3 separate regions of the Zea mays genome follow, and all the other regions are linked to region 3. The links are chromatin contacts, called in public Hi-C maps. All regions are on one chromosome and are shown on one strand. Each heading gives the region's core, a stretch centred on a gene start, on an enhancer-like site or on the middle of the called end of the contact. The rest is flanking DNA. Distances are from core to core; before and after follow the strand shown. Region 1 overlaps LOC103652837 (zinc-finger homeodomain protein 4). Region 2 holds the start of LOC100277620. Region 3 overlaps LOC100192074.

Region 1 (5,071 bases), core at 952-3,451, 160 kb after region 3:
GCCGTTGACGGTGGTGCCTCGTCACGTGGCCTGTGGTCCAGTGTCCCCCCTCTCACCTTGTGCGGCATGGTGACTCGGTATTGTGGCTACATTTATATTCGGTGGCTGGATTTGGTGCCCCACATATTGTAATCATCCCTCCCACCCTGCCCCTATTGTGGTGCTCATTTGACCGTGGCGAGACAACACGCCCTATGAGATGGCGGCCATATCCAATGGCTTCATGCTCGGGTTAGGTGTCTCGTGTTCAGCGACCATCAATGGATTTATCATGGTGTTTATGCCCCTAGGGTTTTGGCTTCGGTGGTTCCTGGAGCTGGCCCTATGGCGCCACCACCTTTGGTGTGACGGATGGTATCCAGCTCGTGGCAGATGTGACTATATCTCGCTTCTTTATCTTCATATCTTGTGCGTACCATCCATACAAACCTAGGGCTCGAGTCATCTTGGAGTTGATTCACAAAATCCTTTGCTCGAGGGACACATTCTATTTTTAGATGCAACATATGGACTCTGTTTGTGTGCTTATTGGCTAGTTCGCAACTCTGTCTTCATAGGACGGTCTACCTAAAAATTGGATGTTGTCATAGAGCTCATGGTCGTTTGATATAAGCCAAGATTTGGTGGTATACCGGCATGAGCATGGAAAGAAGGTGGAGGCAAGGCTAGTGATCTTTGATTTTGGTGGGACTTTTGGGTGCCAGGCTCGTCGACTTTGAGGATAAATCTCTAGGTCTAATGTTAGTTGGTTGTGCTTAGCATTGACCTTGATGAAGGCATTGTCTAAAGTATCGAGAGTCTTTTCTCTTGATTGAAAACCTTTGATCTGACATTTTTTGGTTGGGTCATCGAAAAACGTATGTCTTATTCTTCCTAAAGACGTTGCTAAGAGAGCCTCAATCTCAGTTCTTGTTTTGCCTGGTTAGTAGTTGGCTTCAAGATTATGTTGTGAGTGTTAGCTCGCTTTGAGATGAGTATGTTTCTCCTTTTTTTTCTTTTCTCTCTCTCTTTGTTTGGCTGTGTACACCTTAGTGTGTAGAGGCCCGGAGTAATCTTAGTAATCTTGTATCATCTTGATATAATTGTCTAAGATTAATAGAGCTTCATTTATCGAAAACATCAATAAAAATCAATTTTAAAGGTTTGACTAGGAGTATCCTTTAACCCACATAAAACTCTATATCCTAACAAAGGTCATATTTAGATTCAGTCTAGGTAAACTTTAATAAACTAATTTGACCAGCTAATGTTTAGTTGGGGTCGTTTGGATTCTTTACTTAATTGATGTTTATTTATCGCGTTCTCCTTATTTGTATTTAGCGCAATTATATGGACATGAAAAAACAGAAGGGTAATTTAGTCATTACTCATGTTTTAGTTGAGTTTAACTAGGTTGGAACAACTAAAAGGATTGTGTAGGAACTAAATTTTAGCGAGTTGATCCAAACAATTGCAGAATGTTGATTGCGCTTGGGTCCACTTCAAATTATATAACCTTCGAGGAATTTATACTATCATAACAAAACCATAATAATTAGGAAAAAATTTCGTCTTAGGAATGAAGTGTTATCAAGAAGACATTTAGTTAATATTATACTACCACTCCTAAAAACCATACAATTCAAGACAGTCTCAAACAGATTAGCGTGGGACTCAAATTACCATGTTAATATGTTATCCTTATTTATTAGACATTTTCTATATAAAGAATTAAAGATGGCTTGTTACTTGTTAGATGGTTAATTGCCTTTGACCTTAGTTATTTGTGCATGCAGCTATAGTTAAAAAGTTTGCATGCATATGTGGGATCGGTCAAATAGAGAAAAGGTATATACAGTCGAGTTTATATACGTGGGACAAAATTTGAATCCTGGAATAAAAACTTTTGGCTGATGAATGGAGTATAAAGGAAATGTCGTCATGCTCCATTATTTAAAATATATATCGAGATAAACAAAGAAAAACTCCAGTAATTGAAATCTATGGTATTCGGAAATAAAAAATGTATTTTATAAAGATTTTCTTGCACGAAGCAACACATATATTTTATAAACCAAATTAAAATGTTAAGAACGAAACAATGAACAATTAACAAGGCCAGATCCAAGGGGGCTGCCTGGGCTCCCCGTGGGCCTAATTCCCAGAGAGATCAACCGAGTCCAAAATCCATATGACAACCTTTAAGCTTCAGCCCTTGCCTTGAGCCCTTGACCCATATGACAATTAACAAGGCCAGATCCAAGGCCGCGCTGCGGTGCTCCACAGTCCACACCCGATCTCACGAACTCCGCTCTTCAGCATCCGCATGTAGCCCCTCATTATTTGACCCCACCATTTCGCGTTGTTCGCTTCAGATTAAAGTCAGTTATTGGAATTGTTGTAGCTGTAATTTATATTGACAAAAATATTGTTATAGAAGCAGTAGAAGACGATATGGATTAAATCCAAACGAATATGCACAATATGACAGTTGTTGCGCCAATTAGATCGGTTAATGACTAGGCAGTGGCGAAGCCACCAGGGGTGCCGGAGTGGGCATGGCACCCCCAAGTCAGATTAATGTATCCTATAGCCTATTATCTTACTGGCAGTTTATTATTTAGTAGCCTGAAACCCTTAATTTTTCCATCAACACACGACGGACCTTTTATCACTTTGTGCTTCCTTTAATCTAGTACTTGGCTCTTTTGACATGGAAAAGGTATGCTCTCTAATGGAAAAGTATTATCCTACAGATTTCTCAAATAAAAAAAGAATGCAATTAGAGTGCCAATTGCCACATTTTCAACTTGATGTTTGCAACTATCCAGAACTAAAGGGTTTATCATCTTTGGCTGATTTAACAAGTGGATTAGTTAAGCTGGGTAAAGATTCTTCTTATCCGATGGTAGATAAATTATTGAGATTACTCTTAACTCTTCATGTGTCAACTGCGACCACAAAGAGAGCCTTTTCAGCTATGAAATTTGTGAAGACACGTCTTCGAAGCAAAATGGGAGATGCTTATTTACGAGATTATCTGGTCGTTTATATTGAAAGGGAATTAGCGGCAATGATTTGTTCTGATGATATTATCAAGGTCTATGATCTAGCTAATACACGTAGAGCTAAATTCAAAATAACTGAGATGTAATTTTATTTTGTTTGACAAAATAGATGTTGTTTTATTATACTGTTTTTAATGAAGATTATATATCAATATATATATTATGGTTGGTTCCCTTGCCATTTTTATATTGTGTCCTTTCTAATTTAGTCGCTTAGAGGCTAAGCCTGCCCCCTCTGCCTTCGAATCCTGGCTTCGCCCCTGTGACTAGGGTTGAAATGGCACGTAGGTTGAAACATTCAACCGGCGTGATTCTCAGCTGTAGCACCTACCCAGTCCTTGCCCAAAACGATCATAATCGGAGCCCATACGGGCCCAACTTCAACTTGGCATGAACCCAAGCAGATTCAGAAATTCTAAAGTGGGAGTTAAATATCACTTGGGAAATACAACAACATATGTTTGTCATTGACATGACAACTCTTCAATCCTGAATTCAGCAACCTAAAATTTACTCCCTCCGTCCCAAAATAATATTCATTTTAAGGTGTTAGTAAATTCGTAAAATATTTAATGTATATATTTTATATATGTGTCTAGATTTATTTTCATCTATTTGAATATAGACACAAAAATTTGGTGCTAAAACGAACAGTAGAATAAAACGGAGGGAGTATTTAGATACACAAAAGGGATCCATACATAAATAAATTTGTCCCCGTTGGTATGCAATGCACATCACGCATAAATAAATAAAATATGAATACATATATGACACTGTTTTTGTTTTAAGCTTTTATGCCCTGTAATAATAATTTTGCATTGGTCTGGTTTTCTCACTTGTGGTGATGATGCTTGATGTCCTTCCATTATCTAAGAAAGCGTCATATATATTCTTAACATATACTGCAGGCACAGTAGAATTTCGCTGACACTTTTCAGTAATTAAATACTCAGTGAAATAACATCAGACAGACATAGTGCCAACAAACAAAAGGAAAATTATCAAGCAAAACAAAGATGCACAGATCGAAGGTCTGCAAAAGTAGCTAGAATGAGCGAGGTTTAAGTGAGAATAAAGCAGCTGGATATCGAGGAATAAAGTGATAGGGATATGCAAGGCCAGTGGGAGAAAAACGAAAGGCCAGGCAAAAATGCCCATTCACTAGTACAAAAAGGCTCAAAGCCTGCGGCACCCATATATTTTTACAGGCGGATCCGGTTATCCACCGACTGTGCTATTTTTAGTGGCGGTTCCTTAAGAAAACCGCCACTAGAAATCGTATTTCTACTGGCGGTTCCTTAAGAAAACCGCTAGTAGAAATCCATGATTTGTAGTGGCGGTTTTCTTAAGGAACCGCCAGTAAAAATACGATTTCTAGTGGCGGTTTTCTTAAGGAACCGCCACTAGAAATCATTTTTATCCTTAATTTTTCGAGTTTTTCAAACGACCTCGTATGATAAAACCACCAAAATAAAAGTTGTAGATCTCTAAAAGTTATGAAACTTTGTAGTTGACAACTTTTTTATTTGAACTCATTTCGGTTCTCAAAAATTGAATCTAAGTATGTCAAATTTAAAATTCAAATTTTGCAAACTACCTCGGATGAAAAAAGTGTCAAAATAAAAGTTGTAGAACTTCAAAAGTTATTTATCTTTGTAGTTGACAACTTTTTTATTTGAATTCGTTTAGGGTCTCAAATAAGCAATTTACACTCAAATGGTTGTAATATGTGGAGAAAACAACTACAAACTAGACACAAGTCATGTCATAGACGGAGTGGTAGTGGAGGGTACGCGCAAGGGTGAGGTCTACGGTTCGATTCCTAACAACCGCGTAGCGCGCGAATTTTGCGCGAAAAATGTCGCGACTTGCGACTATAAATTTTTTTACTATTTTTAAAATCTGTTTTATGTTTTCTGGAAACGATTTGCACTGGCGGTTTTATTATGTCGACCGCCAGTGAAAATCGATTTTCACTGGCGGTTTTATTACGTCGACCGCCAGTGAAAATCGATTTTCAC
Region 2 (4,868 bases), core at 1,059-3,558, 170 kb before region 3:
TAGGAGGATATTGGAACTTCAGGCAGGACAACATATTGCAAAGGACATAACTCTTTCATCGAGTCTCAACTTAGTGTTCTATATATGTTTTTTCTACCATATTGATGAGAAACGCAACGGTGGAGTATAAAAAAATTTACAGCTTTATAAAATGAGTGATTTTTGTTGTCAACGCATTGAAGCAAAAGATGTGTGCTTATTTTATATTATAACCTTAGTTCTTGAAAAACATGTCATATAAGCCCAAGTCTAGGACAACAGATTCCGAGTAAAGGCTTTGCTCGGTTTTCACGGGTGGGACGAATTTTAGCGGGATTGCTTCTATAATTTGTATAAGTTTTGATGGGCTGGAACTAATTCTCGTCCATTCTTGGACAAACGAACAACTCTTAAATCGTCGAAGGAGGGTCGCGTGCCATGACCTGTTAGCTGGGTACCAAGGATAGCAAGCAGCAAAAGGTTCAGTTTCGGTAATGGTCACTTGATAACAGCTCTCTCTTGGTTTACAAGACTTTCAACGTTTTCCCCAACAACAGCTTCGTGCTACTGCATGCGCTGTTTTAAGTGTACAGGAGTACTGCCCCTGTCCGTAGCGCAGCTAATTAAGACTACGTGCTATGTGTTGCCTGTCTGTCGTCAGTCATGGATGGCTACCGCCTACTAGTCAATACTGTCCTTGAGAATGACTGTTGGCAAGAAGCAGGGTTAATTGGTAGAATATCTTTCATAAACATTATCATTATCTTGGCCTCAGTTTCCAGTAAAAATAAAAACCAGACCGTAGAAGCAAGTGAACCAGCCTACTAGATCTATCATCAGCCATTCAGCCGGCTAGTAAAAAAAAAGTATCATTAATTTGGATCCTTCGGCCAAAGCATCTAGCTTTCACCTTCCCCTCCAAAATTAAAGCACGCCAATTGCATCCATGTGGTTGCAGTGCCTTGGACCCTTCATCGAAAAGGTCCTAATTAATGGTCCTGTTCCTTCTGACGTGGCATGATTACTCCTCTCGGAGCCTCGTTGGCACACACATGTGTGCGCAATGAGAAGGTGTATTAATTATGCCCAAAACCCCACACGAACAAAGACAAGTGCCCCCCGAAACCGATCATCTATCTAGCTAACCCCGTCCGTCCGGCCGGCCTTCTTTTCATCACCTTTTTTTCTTTATCATCAGATACACAGATACAGTTTGGTCACCTAATAAAAAGCCCAATTCTTTACTTTGCAGAGTAGGTTTGGTTTGCCAACATACCATGTGCGGAAAACCTTCCCTTTGGTTCATCCCATTATGACCATGCACCAAAGGCAAAGAATCATCCTTTCCATTAAGCGCATATTTCTTGGTTATTACCAATATATTATTAAAGGTTATACATTACGAAATCTATAACGATACTAATTTGATATAAGCAATTTTAATGATTTTTATAAATTGTACTTAATTTTCAAAAATAATTTATAAAAAAAAATCAAGAAATCTACTTATTGAGAACCCACATAGAGTAGTTGTTAAAAGTGCGATTCTTTTTGGCACAAGAATAAGAACTAAATTTTACTTTTTCAGCATTCTCTAAAAGATTCTTTCCCCTTAAATTCTAGGTCCTCTGCTCCTGTAGCGACGCCATCTAAATTCATCCCTGCACAATACATCCTATTCCTAATATATTTTAGATTAGATTTTTCTATATATGTATTTGTCATAGTCTAAAATAGTATATATATATATATATATATATATATATATATATATATATATATATATATATATACTAAATCTGTGTTTAATTCGTAGTTTAGAATATAAAAATAGAGAAAAGAGGACGTGCCCTTAATCTGGGGTGTGCGGCAAAGGGTGAGTTTTTGGTACCGCTGCATAGTCTAACACCTACGACCGATTCGTTAAGGACCGTTATGGGTATGAAAAGAATTTCCCTTGCTGTCTGACCGACAAGGCCTCGATATAATATGCATACAAGGAAAAATAAAAAAAATTGAAAATCCATAACTCCATGTGATTCTTGTAAAAGAAAAAAAAAACTTGATCACCGTGGCAGTTCTACTCTCCCATGCATGCATTCTTCTTCCCCCCAATCTCCCATCCGTTTCCTTCCCCATGCTCTGTCTGCCGCGCTTGCGCTTGCGCTTGACTCCACCACCGCCCTCTCTGTCAGCACTGCCACCCTCCACGTGGGGGCAATCACTGCCATCTGCCTCCACCTCCGTTTCATCTTAACCCCACCTCTCGAGGTCTCCGTTCCTATAAAGGCCTCACACCTGCTCCGTTCCATTCCAACACCTCACCAGCAAGCACACACACACCTTCCACCGGGCCTGGCTTTAAAGCTGTACTTACTATTTATTTCTCCCTCCCCCCACAAACCTCATCTCTTCTCTCCCGCCGCGCGCCACTGGAAAAAAAAAAGGAAAAGAAGAGAGAAAAAAACCCTCCATGTGTTCCATATTTCCTTCGCATTCAGTCATCGGCGTATCGTCGCAGGCGCAGGCTGCTGCTGCTGGCGGCGGCGGCGGGTTTCAGAGCCCAGAGAGCAGAGCCAGCAGCATGAGCGGCGGCGGCTCTCTGCCCTCCCCTTCCGGACCTGCCTGCTCCAGATCATGGTGGGCATTCTATTCTGAGACCAAAACCATTTCGCATTCCATCGTGTCCATCTTTTTTTTCCCTTCTCTTTGTTCTTCCTAGATATACATACATAGGTCGCATTTATTTGCTCTAATCATCGCCTACCGATCACCTAAGAAACCATTGTCTACTACTCCAGCAGCTTACAGTGTGTCAGTGTCCTTTAATTAATTAATTCATCATCGCTTGGTCAAACTAAGTAGCCTGATGATGCATATGCGTGCTGGATCGATCGATCGATCGGTCATGCAGGTCCATCAGCGAGGACTCGCTGCGGAGGTACGTGAGCTACGCGAGCGAGAGCTGCATCCAGGAGCTGCTGGCGGCGTCGTCGGACTCCGGCCGCGGCGGCGACGACGACGGGTGGAAGGTGCTGGTGTACCACAACGGCGTCGAGATATCCAAGCGGCGGACGGGGCCCGCGCACGTCTTCCGGAGCAGGTGGCTGCTGCAGGACGTCTCGCCGGAGCAGTTCGTGGCCGCCGCCAGCGCCGTCGACGCCGCCAAGGTACACACACACACAGACACTACTTGCATGCGTATATTCGTTATTATTACTATATATTCGTAATTGTTAATCTACGAGTGGTAGTATTATACTAGCAACTATATATATAATTGATGAAGAGTTTGAGCAAACTGATTATATTTGAATCAGTCCAAAGGTTTCTTTTCCGTTTCCATTTGAAGTAGGATAGGAAATCGCTTGTTAATTTGATACTTTGGGCCAAATATAAAAAGACAAAAGCTGATGAAGTGATCGTTAGCACAACGGAAGGTTTCCGCAAATCGAAGACTTTGGGTTCCATATCGATCTGTTGCCATGATGGGCCTTGGTTGTGGTTGATGAACGGCTAGCGACCTAGCTGGTTTGCTTTGCTAACTTTGCTCTAGGACTAGCACGTACTCTATAGGTCAATTTCGAGTACTATTTGCTTCATCCGAATAGAAATTATGCAGCAGATCTACCCAAGTCTGTCATTAGTTAAACAAACGTGTTTTACATTGGCCATACATAGGCAGAGTATTTTTTCCCTACAAGGAGGATGTTTCAATAGCAAGGAGATTTTAGTCGACTGGTTCGGTAACAAAAGTAGAATTAGAAAGGATTCGTGAGAACGGAAATCTCTCTCTCCTCCGCTCCTCTTCTTCCCAAAAAAAAACCCCAAACGACAAACTACCTAAGTTGTCGGCGAAACATGAAACTACTATACTACAGTACCAAGTTGTTGGCACGTAAGTGCCGGGTGTGAACGAAATGGGAAAAAAACTGTTCTAGGTCATATGGCAGTAAGTAATTGTCGCTCGTGATATACACCCGTGTGAATAAATAAAACCAAATTAAAACGCATGCACACCGCGGTGAAGGAATCCGTGCTGCGTGCGAGCGCGACATATATTACACCCGTGTGATTCTTAAAGCCTTTATGTATTGTAGCTAGCAGGCACCGTCCATATATCCAACGGTGACCCGGAAACTACACTTACCAATCACCTTGCGACACGAGAGATTCTTAAAGCCTTTCTTTGAGTGCTCTTTCAGTGGACAGCGCAATAATATATTTATTTTGGAAATGAGCTTTATTTGTTATGAAGACATAACGTTTAGGGTAGGGCTACAAATAATTATAGGGCACAACAATTGCAATAACAACTACGGAATGTGTATGTACTATGTACTACTACATTGGTAGGGACTGAGGGGGGGGCAAGGTTGTGTAAAATATGAGATACATAACTAATGATATTATTTATAGAGTTAGGTTTAAAATAAAAGATAAGATAGAGAATAGAATAGAAGATCTACCTGAGATAGACTAAGGTGTGTTTGGTTGCGGGACAGCCAGGACAGGGACGTCCCCTGCCGTCCTCTCTCGTCCCTCCAATTTTGAGGGATAACTGGGGACAACACTGGGATAGTCTTGTCCTAACCTCTGACCCTGAACCAAACAACCTTATTTGATGGATCGTCCCGTCCCATCCCGTCATGTCATTGTAACCAAACGCACCCTAAGTGTTTTTAGAGGTTGGGCAAGGTCACCCCTAATAACAGGAGGCTAGAAGAGTCGAAGAAAAACAGTTGAAAACCGGCCCCCAACAGCTAAGACGCCGAGCTGTCGCTATGCATGCCGGCCACGCACATTAACTTGCACATGGCATGTTCAGCGTCTGACACCTGTCCATCGATGTTCAGTTACAAGAAACGGTCGTCAAGGAACAGAGCAGC
Region 3 (4,759 bases), core at 165-2,664:
AATAAGCCCTCAAGTTGTGGGCTGTACTTTTTTTTCTTTATACAAAAAAGGAAAAAGATACCACCTGTTCTTCTTTTGGTTGAACTACTGGGATGTAATTCTAGTTTGTACCTTGGTGCTAAAGTTAACTGAGAAGTGGTCGAAGTAACTTTAGTAGCACATTGTTAATTTGGTAATCATGTTCAGCCCTGTATTCCTCTGTTTCAGAATTAGTTTATTTTAGCATTGATTAGTTGTAGTGTTCTATGAAAGCTACAGAAAACAATGGTAGATATCATGGAGGCTGTCCTCCATTGCTATCTCAAGTGAAAAGTGTTGGGTTTATTGAATTTGAGTTTACATCAGAACAAAACATTTAATTTGAGTTATCTACTTCTAGTCTGCAAATATTCAATTTTTATATACTTTTTTGTGAGTGACCTTGACATTTTCAAATTCATGTTAAGGTTACTGGGCTTCTAATTTACTAGTTTGTTAAATAATTGTCTTGAGGTTTGCGAAGGTCTTCTTTAAACATTACCTCAATTCTCGTGTCCATCTGTCTCAAGCAGTCATGCAGATAGGAAGTGTTCTGTTTCCATCCGATGGGAATCTCTCTTACCACTTAAATAGAGAAAATTCTCTCCCCAGATTGGAAAAATCCTAGCAATAGATAATCTCACCCTGATTGTTTTGAAATAATAAGCTCTGCTGCACTTAAATTATCTCTGGTAACAGGGTGGAGAATCTCATTGAGTAATTCAATTATATGTCCCTGAGCTTTGAAACTAATGCTTTCATACTCATACATGTTGATCTTTTCTGTTGATTTTTGGTTATACGTGATGCTTCTTGTGTGTATCAGATGTCGATGCAAATCATTAGGCAGAAGCCTTCTGGTGTACCTTAGATTTCTTTATGTAAATGATAAGATAGAAAATGTTTATTCTTTTATTCAGCCAGAATATTTTTCTTACAGCTACAACATTCTAGGCGTTCTACTATTCTATGGTCTAAAGCAATTTGTTGGATTTTGTAACATTCACAGTTAGCTAACATGTAATCGTTTTTTTTTGTGAAATTGCTGCAGGAAGCGCCTTTTTGTCATGATTAATAACCTCCCTACAATATATGAAGTTGTCACGGGAACTGCCAAGAAGCAAACCAAGGAGAAAACTCCGAAAAGCAGCAGCAAGAGCAATAAAGCTGGCCCAAAAGTATGATTGGCTGGATTCTTCTTTTAACTATTTCTTTTGCCATAATTAACCTCCTAAAACTTCATTCTACTATTATTTTGGCACAAAACACACATACATACAGCCGCCACGCCAGCCAGAACCCAACTCAAGGGGTTCGAAGATGCCACCTCCGAAGGATGAGGATGACAGCGGAGGCGAGGAAGAGGAGGAAGAGGAAGATCACGAAAACACGCTGTGTGGTTCTTGTGGTGACAACTACGGACAGGATGAGTTCTGGATATGCTGCGATGCGTGCGAGACTTGGTTCCATGGCAAGTGTGTCAAGATCACTCCTGCCAAGGCCGAACACATCAAGCACTACAAGTGTCCGAACTGCAGCGGTAGTGGCAAGAGAGCCCGAGCATGATGATGCTGGATATATCCATCTCTCATGCCTGACTTGATGTAAAACACCCACATGGGGACCGAATGCCCGATGGTTGTTGCTTTCAGTGTAGGACCAGCTGTAGGGTCTTGATGTGCTGTTTGCTGTAGTATGTCAAAGACGTTCTAGATCTATTGTTAGTAACTAGCAACTAATTGTAGTAGCCTGTATTTCTTCAATCTTCTCCCAGGGCGCCTGTGCTGAACTCAAACTGTTTTAGATCTAAGTTGTGCATTATGTATCACTCATGTTAGTTTGTTAAAAAATGTGTTAGCATTCGTATGAAACGCCAACCATGTTTACAAATTAATTAACTTCAAGTCTATTTTGCTCGCACCTGTGGTTTTGTCTCCCCAGTTGCAGTTTCCCAAGTATGTTGTATGCCCTATCCTCTCTAGATTCTCTAGATTTTGAGACGTATTGCTGCGCCATCTTTCCATCCAGCAGCGTATATCTTTGCATACTTTCTGGGAATGGTGCTTGGTGGTGGGTTTGACTTTTGCTGTGCTGCAGCTTGTCAATGGAACATAGCATACAGATTGGTAGGAGAGAGGACTGCATCAGGGCGTATGCCCTGTGTATTTTAGAATCATATATCTGCATCGATCACGGTCTGCTTTCTGTGTTCATGTCCCTGTCCAGTTTGCAGCTTGCCAAGCTTTATCTTCCACTCTGCCAACCTCGCCTTTTTGACTTGTCCAAGTTTATCCTCGTGTTCTGTTTCGGCGCCTTCATTTCATTTTCCACCCTCCCCTAGGCGTTCCAAAAGACCATATCCCGTCGACAACAATGGGTTTGATGTTTTGGGCAGTAGATATTTAGTGTGTTTGGTTTGTGGAGTCACCCAATGCTTAATGAGGTGATGCATCATAAGTTCATTCCATCAATTTTGGTAAAATCAACCCACTTCTTATATATATATAATTATTAGCTTATAAGGAATATGGTGGTGATGGATCAACTCATTCTATTTCTCAAACTAAATAAAAATGTGAGGAGTGAGAAAAAGATGGATCACTCAATTCCTCAAACCAAACACACCCATTATGATTCACTAGAACATGGGGGTGCCTTTACGGGCGCCCTATCGGCAGTGCGCTCATGATCCGAACGCAATCATCTTCAGGTCCTCAAATGATGTCGTCCTCGACACCTCGGTGGCTCGGCACATCGTGCGCGAGGGATGACACCTAGCTTTGGTCTGTGCCGTAGGTTCCTCCTGAGACCATCATGTCCGTCCCTCTCTGGGACGCGGAACTTTGCTGCCCTTAGGTCTTGTTCGTTTCCGTCGGATTGCACCCGGAATCGTTCCAGCTAATCAAAGTTTATATAAATTAGAGAAGCAATTCGGTCAGGAATCGTTCCGACCCACCAATCCGGCAGAAACGAACAAAGCCTTACTCGCTGCCGTGTGTGTCTGCGCTCGAGATCGAAACGGCGGGAGGCGTCTACGGGACGTGCCGGGTGTAGTGTCCACCCACTGCTTCTTGTTCTTGTGCTGCATCTGGTAGCTTGGTAGGAATCTATCGACCACAATCTGACAAACGGACTCCCCAACCCGTCAGTTAAGGGGCAGGAAGCTTGTGAGTGAGTGTATGAAATAAAATGATATCGGTGATGACAATATTTTTGTTTTAAAGAAACTTAAGGAGCTTAGAGTCGAATGATGCAACAAACAAATGATCCACCTACTACAAACAAAAAAGAAAACTCTAACAATATTTTTGTTTTAAAGAAACTTAAGGAGCTTAGAGTCGAATGATGCAACAAACAAATGATCCACCTACTACAAACAAAAAAGAAAACTCTACAGAGTTCTGTACATCCACGATAAACCTTGAAAATCCAGTGTGAAGAATACAAACAAAATCCTAATACAATCTACGCATACAAAGAACAGTTGTAGGAAACTTTGACGCCTAATAGGGGATGAATTAGGACTTTCTAAAAACTATCTCTAAACTAGGCTACAAATAAATCCCTATAACAAAACCTATGCAAATAACTTAACTAGATTATGCAAACTAGATTTTTTCTATGTGTTGCGATATCTACCACAAAAGAAGTTATGCAACCTAAGTTTTAATCCTATATAATCTACACTATACTAATATTTACTGAATTCCACCGGAGTAGCTCCATTTTCTAGATTCTAGAATCATCAGCTCCAGTGACATAATAAAATCCAATGTTGTGCTTAGATACATCTCCATGTTGCTGCTATTTTTCAATAAGAAAGCGACATTGTTGCATTCGGTACTGTGTGGTAGTTTAACTATGCTTCATTATTTCCACACAGTGGTAGCAATTTGTTCAAAATTTAGTGGAGGCTGTGAAAGTAAATGTAGGATCCTTTTCATGCTTGAACTGATCCACATGCTCTTTTAAAAATTTGGTAGCGTTGGATGTCTAGCTTATTTGATGAACCATGTCCTTTCCTTTTAGATTGCTTACCTGATATACACCAATCGGGCATATGAGTTCTGCGATTTTTGCTATGGATATGGTACTTTATATGATCAATGATCTTTCCTTGCCATTTTATTTCTTTACTAGTTCGTTAATACTTTGATAGATAGATACAATGATTATTGATTACTGAAATTGGCCTTCATATGCAGGGTTGGATGGGTCCAAATTACTTGGCGTTCTAGGTTGGTACTTGGGGTGTTGCAGTGATCAAGGGAATCGTGTTTTCACCCTCTTAACATGTTGATCGGATAAATGTACTCCATTGATCATAATTGGAAACACTTGTTGAACATTGCAATGGATTTTTCTTAGAAAGACACATTTCATAAAATCATGTTTGGTAGTTTCATTGATGCAAAATGTGAGAGTTAAATGTGTTTACAATTTTTAAGTCCACTTGTGGGTTTTATATGTACCGATACAATCAATGATTTAAATATCCATGAAAAGAACTATATATCAGAACATTATATTAACAGTTCATATTACGTTTGCTGATTTGCACCTCTCTGGTTTTCTCCACGTTAGGAAAGCTAGAAAATTCTTTTCTACTCAGTTTTATGCTAATGGTGGTGTGTACGTGTATGTACCAACAACTAAACCGTGAACACGACATTATCATAGTTGAGTACATGAATAATTATCTCTTATATCTTATTGTAAATTCTGAAATAGTTGTCCTGTA

Evidence for each region. A called contact is a pair of places that touch in the nucleus more often than the background predicts.
Region 1: a contact with region 3 is called in a Hi-C map of tassel, with 4 times the contacts expected there. The contact joins two enhancer-like sites. A contact is called at or near these places in 2 of 25 Hi-C or Micro-C datasets (ear and tassel).
Region 2: a Hi-C map of tassel shows a contact between it and region 3, with 1.7 times the contacts expected there. The contact joins the promoter of LOC100277620 here to the enhancer-like site in region 3. A contact is called at or near these places in 2 of 25 Hi-C or Micro-C datasets (ear and tassel).

The regions. Positions count from the first base shown.
Region 1 is chr4:12,323,216-12,328,286 of Zm-B73-REFERENCE-NAM-5.0, reverse strand. The region is part of intron 1 of LOC103652837 (zinc-finger homeodomain protein 4); the gene reads left to right. Among protein-coding and RNA genes, the nearest start is that of LOC103652837, 16 kb to the left of the region's middle. Within about 2 kb of position 2,201, at least 16 of the 20 cell types and tissues checked have an H3K27ac peak or open chromatin away from gene starts, as enhancers often do. A contact at or near this core is called in tassel, where this site is marked.
Region 2 is chr4:12,657,112-12,661,979 of Zm-B73-REFERENCE-NAM-5.0, reverse strand. LOC100277620 reads left to right here and starts at 2,308. Exons shown (of 3, transcript NM_001374019.1): 1 at 2,308-2,619; 2 at 2,894-3,149. The coding sequence starts at 2,453.
Region 3 is chr4:12,487,641-12,492,399 of Zm-B73-REFERENCE-NAM-5.0, reverse strand. It overlaps LOC100192074, which reads left to right. Exons shown (of 5, transcript NM_001365511.1): 4 at 1,070-1,196; 5 at 1,300-1,885. The coding sequence ends at 1,584. Among protein-coding and RNA genes, the nearest start is that of LOC100192074, 26 kb to the left of the region's middle. Within about 2 kb of position 1,414, at least 6 of the 20 cell types and tissues checked have an H3K27ac peak or open chromatin away from gene starts, as enhancers often do. A contact at or near this core is called in tassel, where this site is marked.